2 separate regions of the Mus musculus genome follow, and region 1 is linked to region 2. Evidence: chromatin contacts called from public Hi-C data. All regions are on one chromosome and are shown on one strand. Each heading gives the region's core, a stretch centred on a gene start, on an enhancer-like site or on the middle of the called end of the contact. The rest is flanking DNA. Distances are from core to core; before and after follow the strand shown.

Evidence for each region. A called contact is a pair of places that touch in the nucleus more often than the background predicts.
Region 1: a contact with region 2 is called in a Hi-C map of cortical neurons, with 11 times the contacts expected there. The contact joins two enhancer-like sites. A contact is called at or near these places in 4 of 39 promoter capture datasets (cranial neural crest, embryonic stem cells, hippocampal neurons and 1 more), 15 of 484 Hi-C or Micro-C datasets (the AtT-20 cell line, cerebellum, cerebral cortex and 6 more), 1 of 115 datasets of contacts at active chromatin or transcription factors (astrocytes) and 1 of 9 other capture datasets (embryonic stem cells).

Annotation. Positions count from the first base shown.
Region 1 is chr1:169,932,157-169,938,182 of GRCm38.p6, reverse strand. It overlaps Ccdc190 (coiled-coil domain containing 190), which reads right to left. Exons shown (of 4, transcript NM_001033185.2): 3 at 5,068-5,188; 4 at 3,530-4,541. The coding sequence ends at 3,983. Among named protein-coding and RNA genes, the nearest start is that of Ccdc190, 6.2 kb to the right of the region's middle. Within about 2 kb of position 3,947, at least 50 of the 459 cell types and tissues checked have an H3K27ac peak or open chromatin away from gene starts, as enhancers often do. A contact at or near this core is called in cortical neurons, where this site is marked.
Region 2 is chr1:167,941,892-167,947,678 of GRCm38.p6, reverse strand. No RefSeq gene overlaps it. Among named protein-coding and RNA genes, the nearest start is that of Lmx1a, 260 kb to the right of the region's middle. Within about 2 kb of position 1,623, at least 13 of the 459 cell types and tissues checked have an H3K27ac peak or open chromatin away from gene starts, as enhancers often do. A contact at or near this core is called in cortical neurons, where this site is marked.

The DNA.
Region 1 (6,026 bases), core at 2,698-5,197, 2.0 Mb before region 2:
AGAGTTGGATCCCCTGGAACTGGAATTACAGAGAGTACTTAGCTGCCATGTAGGTGTTAGGAAGAGAGACCAGGTCCTCTGGTGGCCAGTACTCTTAACTGCTGTGCCTTCTCTGCAGCCCCTACATATATATTTCTAACCCTTTTCTGCATCTTTAAGTCCAGCCCATAGCTTCCATGGCTGTTGTTTGGCTGCCATCACAGCCTCCCCATTTCAGGAGACCACTGGGCTGGCTGGCTATGGGCTTTTGGAGCCTGCTGGGGTAGCTGAATGTGGTGGGGCGATGCAGAAGGCTTGGGTCCCTGGGTTCATTCTGCTTCTGGGACTTACTGCCTCTGAGATTCTGAACACATAGTCTGGCCTTTCTGAGGCAAAGGTGAAAACTCTCTTTTCATGAGTGAGAGGAGACGGAGGTCTCCCTCCAATCCTTGGCTCCTTAACCACTTATGCATCACCAGCCTCATGTTGAGCTAAATTCAAAACCAGCAGATCCATCAGCAGACTCACTGGACATTCTGATCATTAGCGTCCTATTTTCTGGAGTTCAGGAGAAAGTTGAATAGGACATGGTTGCTGATGAGCAGGAATACACTTGCTTGCTGTCTGCTTCTCTCCCCCGGCCTTGAGGCATGTCCATTTGGCCAACTTCCGTAACACCCTTTGTCTCCTCTCACTCCAACACAGGGAGAGTCCTCAGCAAAAATACACAGAAAGGTTCTCATTGCCACTTGGGCAATGAACTATCCTTACACGTAGCTTACATACATTGTCATTTATCACAGGCTAAATGTTTGAATTGAGAGTTTCTCTCTTTAGTGATCATGACAGTGATGGCGTCAGGGTGGGTCAAACTCATATGTGTTACTTAGAGTCTGACGAGACTTCCCTGTGGCTCACTTCCATGGAACAATTTTTATACAATTAAGCTCAAACCATTCAAAATAGCATGACTGATGATATTGAAGTTAATTTATACTGTAATTGATGGCCATTATTAGGGAATGTAACAGCGACCTGTTCACAGTAGTGGTGGGGAAGTGGAGACATCTGGGGGGTGTTTCACGTTATGCCTGATCAGGTGAAACCTTTCTTCCTAGCAATCGCAAGTGATCCATATTCTAGCCATAAGTGAGATGAAGATTCTGTACTAAATATGTCTTTTTACAAAAAATTTCATCAAGGGGCTTTCTTGGGACAGGGCCTCACATGGACCAGGCTGGCCTCAGCCTTGATCTGCTGATAAGTCTTGCGGTCTTGATAATGACTGCGGCTCAGCGTGCGCCTCTCTGCCTCAGGAACTGAACTGTCTCAGCTTGGTGAGGGGGAACCAGAATGGTTCCCATTTTCTCCCATGATTTCCAGTTTCCTTTACAATTGCCCTGGTACTCCTTACTTTTTGCTGTAAATGCTTTTATTTTGTACAGATTCTCTCATTGGGTGTCACCTGTGTGCAGACTTGCCTCATGCAGGAGGATGTGAAAGCCAGAAGTTAATGCCCAGTGCTATTTCTGGCAGACCAGACGACCAGTTAGCCCTGGGATCCGTTTCTGTGCCCTGCATCCCGTTCCCCACAGAGCTAGGATTACAGGTATGTTTGGTTACACCAAGCTTTTATGTAGATGACAGATCTGCCCTCAGGTCTCTGTGCTTGGACAGCAAGCTCCTTACTGAGTCATCGATGCCACCTCATGTTGTTCTTGATCCACTTTAAAATTTCCTTGCAGAACTGATGGAGTTTCTGTGTTACAGCTTAGGGCCGGTCGAGAGGGGCTCAGTCGCCACCTCTGTGAGTGTCCAAACGCCTCTACCTCCAGGCAAAGAGTAGATGCCCTCCACACAGAAGACATTAGGGTAATACAGTGAAGGAGAAAGCTCCCTTTCCACCAGGGAGTGGAGATTTGTGAGCAGATCTCTCCCCAGTCCTTGGGCATTTTGCAAAGGTGGTTCTCTGTTCTAGGAGCCCCTGCCTTCATGACTAGTGTAAACAACTTGTGAACCATTGACCTTTGCCCCTGACCTGCCTTCCCCATTAAAGGACACACTAAAAGAAAAAAAATGCTATTTCTACTATAAACTATTGCCTTGCCATTGAAGGCCAAAGGCTGGGCTAAAAAACTGATTTTTCCAAGAGGTAGCACAGTAGATAGAGGGAGTGTGACAGAGGGCAGTGTGCAGACCTGACTCAGAGGACATTTTCTGCCTGGCTCTGTTTATCTAATGAAGACTGAAAGAAAAACCATTTGCAGAGTTCTGAGGACAACTGGGATGCTGTGTGGGAAGCTCTGGACAGCAGGAGATGCTGGAAAATGGGAGCTATTATGAGTTATGGATTTAAACACCAGGCATCGCAAATGGGAATTAAATAGTGTTATTAAACTAAACACAATTAATTCATACTTTGTCATTAAATTTGAATTAATTTAACCCCTAGGAGCTTTAGTATTAGACGATGGGGTCCTTTATCATTTTCGATATAAATAGTTTCTAGTTCTTCAAGATGTCCTCAAGGTAGACTGCAACAAATATGTCTGCTTAACTGTAAGAGCCTACAATGCCAGCTTCTCAGGAGGGTGAGGCAGGAGGATTGCTGAACCTGGGAGTTCAGGGCCAACCTGGGACAGCAAGTTTAACCACTGTCTCAAAATCAATCAATCAATCAATCAATCAAAAAAATCAAAAAACCAAAAAGAAAAAAGAAACAAACTAATTCAAAGTAAACAAATACTTGCAAAACAAATATATAAGTCCTGAATTTATCCTTTTGGTTTCCAAGTTTGCTATAGGGTTGAAAACTTGAATTTAACAGTTGCTATTTGATCTTGGACTTAAAAGTAAAAGATAGTTTTTCTAAAGAAGTCACTATAAACGATAAACGTGAAATTTTTATTTGGTGTATTATTAGGCGAGGAATAGGATTTTAAATGGATTAGCTGTGAGCTGCTGTTTTCTGATGACAAATGACACCATTTGTTTTAAGTGTGAAATTCAGGCCATCTAGGTAGGGGACCAGTTTTACTCAGTTCATTCAGTGGGACCCAGGCTATGCTGACCTACTTAAACCAGTGGTCTTTGTTTTCCTAAGAGAGCTTGTCCTGACAGGGTTTCACTGTGTCACTAGTCTCTGTTAATCCTCCTGCTTCAGCGTCCCAAATACCGGGATACTGGAGTTATAAACATGTGGCATCACACTCGCTTAAAACAATGACTTTAAAATGGAAATTATCCTTATTTTACTGTGAGACGGTTTGTTATTGACTGAATCTGGCATAGGTTTGTAAGTGTGCAGCAGGTCGTAAGATATTTTGAGTAGGGAGAAGACGGAAGGACACAGATTAGTTCCATTAGGACCCAAAAATGTTTGATACTAATGTGGAAACTGGGAAAGAGAAACCCAATGGAACTGTTTGGAAAGAAAGTAAGGAAAGGAGGGAAGAGAAGGGGAGAGGAGGGGAGGGAGGGTGGAGAGAGGGAAGGAAAGAGAAACAAAAGGGAGAAGAGAGGAGATGCTTCAAAAGGAGACCAGAGCTGTGGCTAGAACAGCTTTTATCTGGAGACCAGGTCACCGTACGTGATTTCAGTTGAGTTCCCATGCAACACCCTCCCCACCCCTCCCACCCCCCCACCTCAAAGAAAACTAGGCAAATAGCTATGCCATTTGACCAGCAGGTGGCACTCTAAGCATCGCAGAGCTTCGGACAAACAAGACTTTCTTCTTCAAAATAAGCCCAGGTTCGCAACTTAAAATATTTTCATAGTATTTTCCCTCTCCTTCCTCTTCATAGTGGCCTTGTTTATTAGGAGGAAGACCAAACAAAAGGGCAGGGTCCCCGAGGTTGCAAAAGAAAGCTTATTTTGCATTTCTGCTTGTTTCTGTGCGTTGCTACGGCAGCTATTTGAAGGGTCTCGTTTCCATAGTGATTACAGAATATCTTCTGGTCAGGCGACATTACACAGGCAGAGAGGAAGGGACTTGGCACCATTTTCACAGTGTTTCCCCTGTTCTGGGGAGTGAGTAGTGTTTGTGTCCAAATATCTCTCCGATGCTAAGTAATCTCTCAGACTCGGGGGGCACCCTGTGGCGGACATAGTGAGCATTCTTGGCCTTTTCGAACAGCTCTAGGAAGGATGGCTTTGTGCGTTCATCTTTGAAGCTTCCTGCATAGTCCACGGAGCTGGGGGAATTTTGTACATCAGCATCTCCACGTGGCTTTTGACTGGCATTTTCAGATCTGGTCTCATTAGCAGGTGCTGACCCTCTCTCACCATCTTGGCTGGACACGCCACTGTCTTCTGTCTTGTTGGTGGACAGCTCTTGGTCATGACATGGGACAGAGACATCCTTGCTGGGGTCCACGCCCTTCAGTGGATTCGTGGGCTCTCCCTCCTGGCCTTGTGGGCTTCCTTCTTTGAAGCAGCTGGTTCTCTCACCGTGAGATAGAAGGTGCTCTTGGCTTCTCAGGGTGTCTTTGAGGACAGGGTCATGTAAAGAGGGCACCGGAATCTTAGTTTTAACTTCTTGGGTAACACTGTTTTTCAGTGTTCTGGGGAGTTGAGGGAAGAGATGAAAAGGAAGAAATAAACATCTTTGAAAAATTTAGAGGCTCCTACTTAGTCCTTTCTGAGTTTTTTTGTTTTTTGTTTTGTTTTGTTTTGTTTGTTTTGTTTTGTTTTGTTTTGTTTTGTTTTGTTTTGTTTTTTTCCCAAGACAGGGTTTCTCTGTGTAGTCCTGGCTATCCTGGAACTCACTCTGTAGACCAGGCTGGCCTTAAACTCAGAAATCCACCTGCCTCTGCCTCCCAAGTGCTGGGATTAAAGGCTTTGTGCCAGCGCTGCCTGGCTACCTTTCTGGGTTTTAGACTGTGGTTCCCTTCAGTGTGGTTTCAGTTGAGGTGGTAAAGTGGGTGAGAAGGGGTGGAAGGTGGAGGGTGGAGGGTGAAGGGAGAGGGGCAGGAGTGTGTCTGTCTAGGAAGAAGAAGGAAGAATCTCCTCAGATGGAGGACATGCTTTAGAGAGATTGGTGGGGAAGTGGGATCCAGTGTCTACCTAAGCACTTAATCATATACTTACCTAATTTTAGGCTCCGGGACTGCGTGCCTCTGTCCTGTTGGTGGCAAGAATGTGACAACATCTTTCGATCTCTTTTGAATTTCATGCCCCACATAAGAAGAGAACCTTTTCTTGATGATATCTGCTAAGAAATAATTATCAAACAATAGGCTGGAAGGATGGCTCATCTGATAAGAGCGCTCCGATGCTCAATCATGAGGACCAAGAGTCTGGATCCACATCCAGGGCTCACAAACATCTTTAACTCCAGCTCCAAAGGACCTGACACCCTCTTTTGGTCTCTGTCCATATTTGCACACACATGTGCTCATACACTCACTCAGATATCCACACAAACATATGTGCACATAAATAAAATACAGTTTAAAGTAAGTTAATGTGTTAAAAATAAAATAAAATAATGTGGACTGAATTATGCAAAATTTCATTCGTTGGGTCCTAATCCTTAGTATTATGATATTGCTTGCAGACAGGCTTTTTGTAGAGATGATAAAATTAATATGAAGACATTATGGTAGGTCCTGGCCATTGTGATGGGGTTTCTATGGCAACAGCAAATCTGAGCAGACACGCAGATTGGGCAGCGTGAAGGGACCTGTCGTCTACACATCAAAGAGAAAGCCTGCTCCTGTGTCACACCCAAGGAAACCAGCCCTGCTCACATGCCCATTTTGACTTCTAAGCTTCAAATGTTGACACAGTGAAGGCACATGGACTGAGCTGTGTGGTTTTGGCACTTTGCTGTGCAGCCCTAGAAAATGAGTACAGTGAGAGAGGAAACTGTACACCCAGAACTGGGGCTTCAGAGAGCTGGTATGTGAGGATGCTGGGCTCCCTTCACGTGTTGCAATACTCTGACACAGTGGATGGGAACAGCAAGGTTCCACAGGTCCAACTGTTTGCCTAGAACATGTCAGAGAGGATTTAGACACCAAGATCAGATGTTGCAACTGCCTCAG
Region 2 (5,787 bases), core at 374-2,873:
CCCTTTGTTAACCAATTCACCACAGTTGTGCCACTCAGAGTCCAGAAGCAAAGATAGAAATTGAATCAAGTTCCCATTTCTGCTGCCTACAAGTCCTGTGAGTTATTTAGCTTGTAAATGTATTCATTTGCAAAGTGACGATAATAGTATCTAATTTACGGGACTGTGATAAGGATTATGAGAGACAACGCAGATGAAATGCTTAGCTTAGCGAAGTGTTGCTGAGGAGAGCAGGTCCTTCCTCCACATGCTCTTATCCAACCTGCAGGAAAATACAGAGGCTTCAGGAGCAAGGCAAGGGTGCTCACTCTGCACAGCAGCTACTAAGTCTACTACTAGATACGTAAGAGGAATAGGAATAGCTGCAAATGTTCTTTAGAATGGGGCTTACAAGGTTTTCCCATAAAGGGCTGCATGGTAAATATTTTAGACTTGTACCTTTCTGGTCACTATGGCAACTAGTCGCCTTCCTCTCTGCAGCATGGACACAAGCACGAAACTATATACACAAGTAAGTATTACTATGGTCCCTTGAAACAATAGTTCTCAACCTGTGGGTCAGGACCCCCTCTGGAGACCAAATGATGCTTTCACAGGGGTGGTCTAAGACCATCTACATGCATATCAGATATTTACATTACGATCCACAACAGTAGCAAAATCACAGTTATGAAGTAGCAATGAAAATAATCTTCTGGTTGGGGGTCACCACAGCATGACTAACTGTATTTAAGGGGGTTGCAGCATTAGGAAGGTCGAGGACCACTGCAACATTGTGTACAATCCAGGTTGTCAGTTGTACTGGGCTTTGAAAACACCAGATCTAGGGTAGAAATACTTGTTTGAGAAAGGAAGGTCACAAGTTCAAGGTAACAAATACCAATTCACAACCCACACAGTGGAGTATTGGGTTGAGTTTATTCACAAAGAAAGGTTGGGACTTGAATCTTCAAAGGCCTTACTGATAAAAGACAAGTTCCAGACAGTAATAAAACATAATGCAATAGCTACGATCCACCATGCAGAGGAGAGAAGAGGAAAATTAAAATTGTTTTTTTTTTTTAAAAAAAAACACAATATGCACAGGAAAAAATGGTCGACATCACAGAGAATTTATTTGGTGAGCTATCGATTCTGGTTCTTTGGCAAGCATGTTTTAAAAGTCTTAGAGAAGTTTGAACTCACCATGAGAATTGGAAATGTTAGCAACATCAAAAACCAACACCTCTACACACACACATAAATATTCAACTGATCTTCAAAGGAAATATGACCTTAGAAATCGCAGTCGGGTAAATTCCAGCTGCACCTCTGCTCAGAAACCTGCTTCTTTGAAAAGGAAGACGATCATATTTGAACGTGGCCCCTTTTCAAACTCTGTCAGGTATAAAGGCGGGAAACGATGACACAAAAGCTTAATTGGGTCTTTAAAAGTTAATCAATCAGCTAACTTGTTTTCAAAATAGCTCAGTTTTTAACGAGCTCAACTTTTTCTCCCTTGTCTGACAATCTAGGAACTTCATATGCAAATCTGATCAAGTCTCCTCCCAGATCCTTCAGTGGCTTCTCTCTGCTTTGACGTTCTTAGGATAAGACTCAGCACACCATCTGGCTTGCGTGGTTTTTCTTGGGTCCTCACCAACTTCCCACTAGCACATCGCTGGATCCTTCATCCGCCAGTGTTCCACTCTCCTCCAGGTTGCCGGACTCACAGAGCCACCTCTTCCCCAAGCTAACCCCCCACTCCTCCCCATACACATATTCAGCTCACACACACACACACACACACACACACACACACACACACACACACCACAAACACATTCACACAGTCTTAGTCTACTTAACTTCCATATGCCCGGAGCCCCAGTCAACTGTCATCAGAGCTGTCTCCCGCCTCTGAGTTCTGATCATGGTTTGTCATCATACATTCATTAGGGTGATGGTTTAATTAATATCCGCCTCCCCCTCTGGGCTACAGGCCCCCCAAGGAGTAGGAAACACACAGCCTTCTAATGGCAGCAGGCTTAGCTCAGTGCCTGGAAGAGGCTTTAGAATAAAAAAGATATGATAGAGGGGTAATGGGAAAGCCATGGAACTAAAATACAACACCAGATGTGGTAGAAACAACGGATTGCTGAGGGATATTTGATATAGCGAGACACATTTTCAGAATACTCTTTTTCTTGTTTGTGTGAAGTTCTTAAAGGATGCTCTCGATTCAAATCAGAAACATTTTCCTGGGACAGACAGAAATGTTTTAGGTCTCGGGGACCATAGCACTTCTGTCAGATAGGGGCAGGCAGAAAATATGACAGGATTTGGAGACCAGAGTATTTTGGTCTTAGCTGCTTAATATCATTGTCATGGCATATTGTAGAAGCTAGATACAGTACAGAAATAAACCTGACCGTGTTCCAGTCAAACCAGGGTTTCTAATGTTCCTTACTGTTGATATCTGAGCCGAGTATTTTCTTTTCTTTGTTTTCCAAAGGATTTATTTATTTTATGTACATGAGTATACTGTCTCTGTCTTCAGACACACTGGAAGAAGACATCAGATCCCATGGTTGTGAGCTACCATGTGGTTGCTGGGAATTCAACTCAAGACATCTGGAAGAGCAGACAGTATGCTTTTAACCACTGAGCCACCTCTCCAGGTACCCCCTTTTAAAGATTTATTCATTTATTATTTATTCATTTTATGTATAAGTTCTCTATCTGCATGTATACCTACATGCCAAAAGAGAGCATCAGATCACATTTTAGATGGTTGTGAGCAACCATGTGTTTGCTGAGAATTGAACTCAGGACCTCTGGAAGAGCCTCAGTACTCTTGACCACTGAGCATTCCAACCTCTTCTCCTCTTCATATTTTCTTGTTTCAGGGCTGTTTTGCATATGGCTTCCGAAGCAGCACCCGCGGACTTGGCCCACTCAATGCCAATAGTGTCCTACCTATTTCATTATTGACAAATGTGTGTCAGAGTGCCCCCAGACATTGCCAAAAGCTCCTTGGAGATAAAGACATGGAAGCTACAACAAAGTGCAAAAACCTTACAAAAGCCAGTCAATTTCAAGCTGGTTTCAACCATGAGCTAGCTGGGTAGATCCTAGCCTGGGAGAAAAGAAAGAATGAGGGAGACACTTAGTGGTGTTCTATGTCTGTGGAAGCTGCTGATTACCTCTGGTCTCTAGCTTCTGTGGGTGGGGCTTCTTTGGCTACTTCCTATGTCTAAAGCAGGCAAACCTTTGGAATGGAACTGGTACAGTTCTTGGGGAACAGCAGGGGCTGATGGTTTTAGATTATGAAATGACCTTCCTTTAGCAAAGGAGGCTTGAGCCATGCATAATCAATCCCTGGCCTCCGCACATCCTTGTAATCCTGCAATTAACCTGCTCTAAGCAAAGTGTGCAGTGTGAAGCATCGCAACAGATGAAATTAGAAAATAAAATAAAAGCAAATTTGGGTGTTTGTTTGTATAGTAAACATTTCAGCATCCACCACGATGAGCGGTCCACCTGGTCGTGAGCGGAGCCTCGAGCTTCCCAAGTATTTTGTCTCTGCCCTGGGCCTCTCTGCCTCCCCAGCCTGAGGAACCCAGGACCTTGAACCGTAGCTGCTTCTTCCCACTTTGCATCATGTTCCCAGTCTGTGCTTTTTACACAGCCTCCGTTTCTTCCAATAAACCTCAGAAACTGCTCTGCGCACTCATTTCACACTTATAAATGTGGATAGAAACCTAGGCGAGGAGCTGTGTGAGACACAAAAGAGACAGATTTCAATTGTGAGGGCTCCTTCCCTTGCCTGACCTCGGGCAGCTGAGGCCTCTACAGTATGTTAAGATCTGGAAGATGCTCTGAATAATAAAATGAAATAAAATAAAATAAAATAAAATAAAATAAAATAAAATAACTTTTCCAGGCTGGGAGACGACCCAGTTGCTAAAGTGCTTGCCCTAAAGGCATAGGGACCAGAGTTCGATTCTCAGAAGCATACACAGTTGGGCAGAGCAGAGGCATCAGACATGAGGAGTCCCTGGGGCTGGCGAGCTCAGCAGTGTTGGGGAATTGGCAAGCTTAGTGGGAGACCCTGCCTCAAAACTAAGGTGGAGACCAATACAACCATGAAAGTGAAGACCAAAAGCTTCCGAGCCAAAGTCTCTCGTGATCGAGAAAGTGGTGCAGAAAGACGTCCACAGTCACAAAAAAGAGAAGGGGTACATGTCACCCACTTTCTGGCAGCCCAAGGCAGGGCCACTCTGGATGTGGTCCAAATGCCCTTGGCAAGAGTATGTCCAGGAAAAACAAACTCGACCACTATGTCGTCATCCAGTTTCCCCTGACTGCCAAGTCAGCCATGTCAGACAAAGACAATGACACACTTTGTTCGTCATAGGTGCCAAGGCCAATAAGCCCCAGGCTGGGAAGAAATTCTATGTTGGAATAACCAGAATCAATCAGGCTGGCGGGGAGAAGAAGGCACAAGTCCGTCTGACTCCTGATTATGGTCCTCTAGCTATTGCCAACAAATCTGGGAGCACTTAAATGGAGTTCCAGCTCCACTGAAATCCAGTTAAATCCCGCGGATAATTCTTTACTTAAAAAAACAAAGGTTTATTTTAATTATGTGGTGTCCACCTGTTTACACAATTGATCACAGGCACTCACAGAGGCCAGAAGAGGGCACTAGATTCCTGGAGCTGGGGTCACAGGTGGTTGATAGCTGGGGATTGAACTTGGGTCCTCTGTATGAGCAGGATGCAATAGTAACCACTGAAGTTTCTTTCCAGCCCCAAAGATAGACTTGTAGTTAGAGGTGCTAGGGATTGAACCCAGGGCCCCATGCACTGAGCTACACTCCAAACAGCTATTGATCTTAACTACACATTATTCACCATGAAAACAAACAAAACAAGACATCAAAGGGAGTAACTGAGGAAGCTACTGGACATTAACCTCTGACCTACACACACACACACACACACACACACACACACGGAATACATATATACATGACCAAACACATATACACATACACAAAATAGTTTTGCTCTGATAAATAAATGAATAAAAGCATCAATGCAGTTTCTCTTGCTTGGCCCTTTCTCCATGTTAATATTAATGCTGTGTTTTACGCTGGGGAGAAGACAGTGCTGTTTGTCCCAGAGCCGGTAACGCTGGTATGGCAAACTTCAACACAGTGTGGAGTACAGCTTTAATTCTCATTCTTCAAAATTCTGCTCCTCAGATTTTTACCAAAGCTAAAGCAGTCATTTTCCCCGCGCAACTGGCCACGTCTGAAGGCTTGGCATTGAACCTTAGGGAAAACAGACTCAGGGGCCGGCTCTGACCGTGAATACAGGAGACTAGTGCCTTGCCAACACACAGGCCAAAAAAAAAAAGGAGAAAAATACAATCCCTTGTGAGGATGTGGGGGAGATGCACACCTTTTACAACAATTTGTATCACTTTTGATTTAATGTGAGAGAAATGGAATTCTCTAGTAGCCACCCCTGACGTATTTGCATGAGATTCTTGCGCCATCCAGTGGATTTCTTGTGAAATTGCATCAATCGCTTGAGCCTTAAATGTCTCTTAACCACCCTGTGTCAGTCACATTCTACTCCTTTTTGCTATTTGTATTCAACATATTGTATCTATTTGTGTAATTTTGAAATAGTCAACAAAAGTACTTATTACAAAAAAAATACAAAGGAAGTGATTTTTAAAACAAAATAAAAATTTAAATTAGTCAATTAGATAAAGCAAGGCAATCTGTATTTA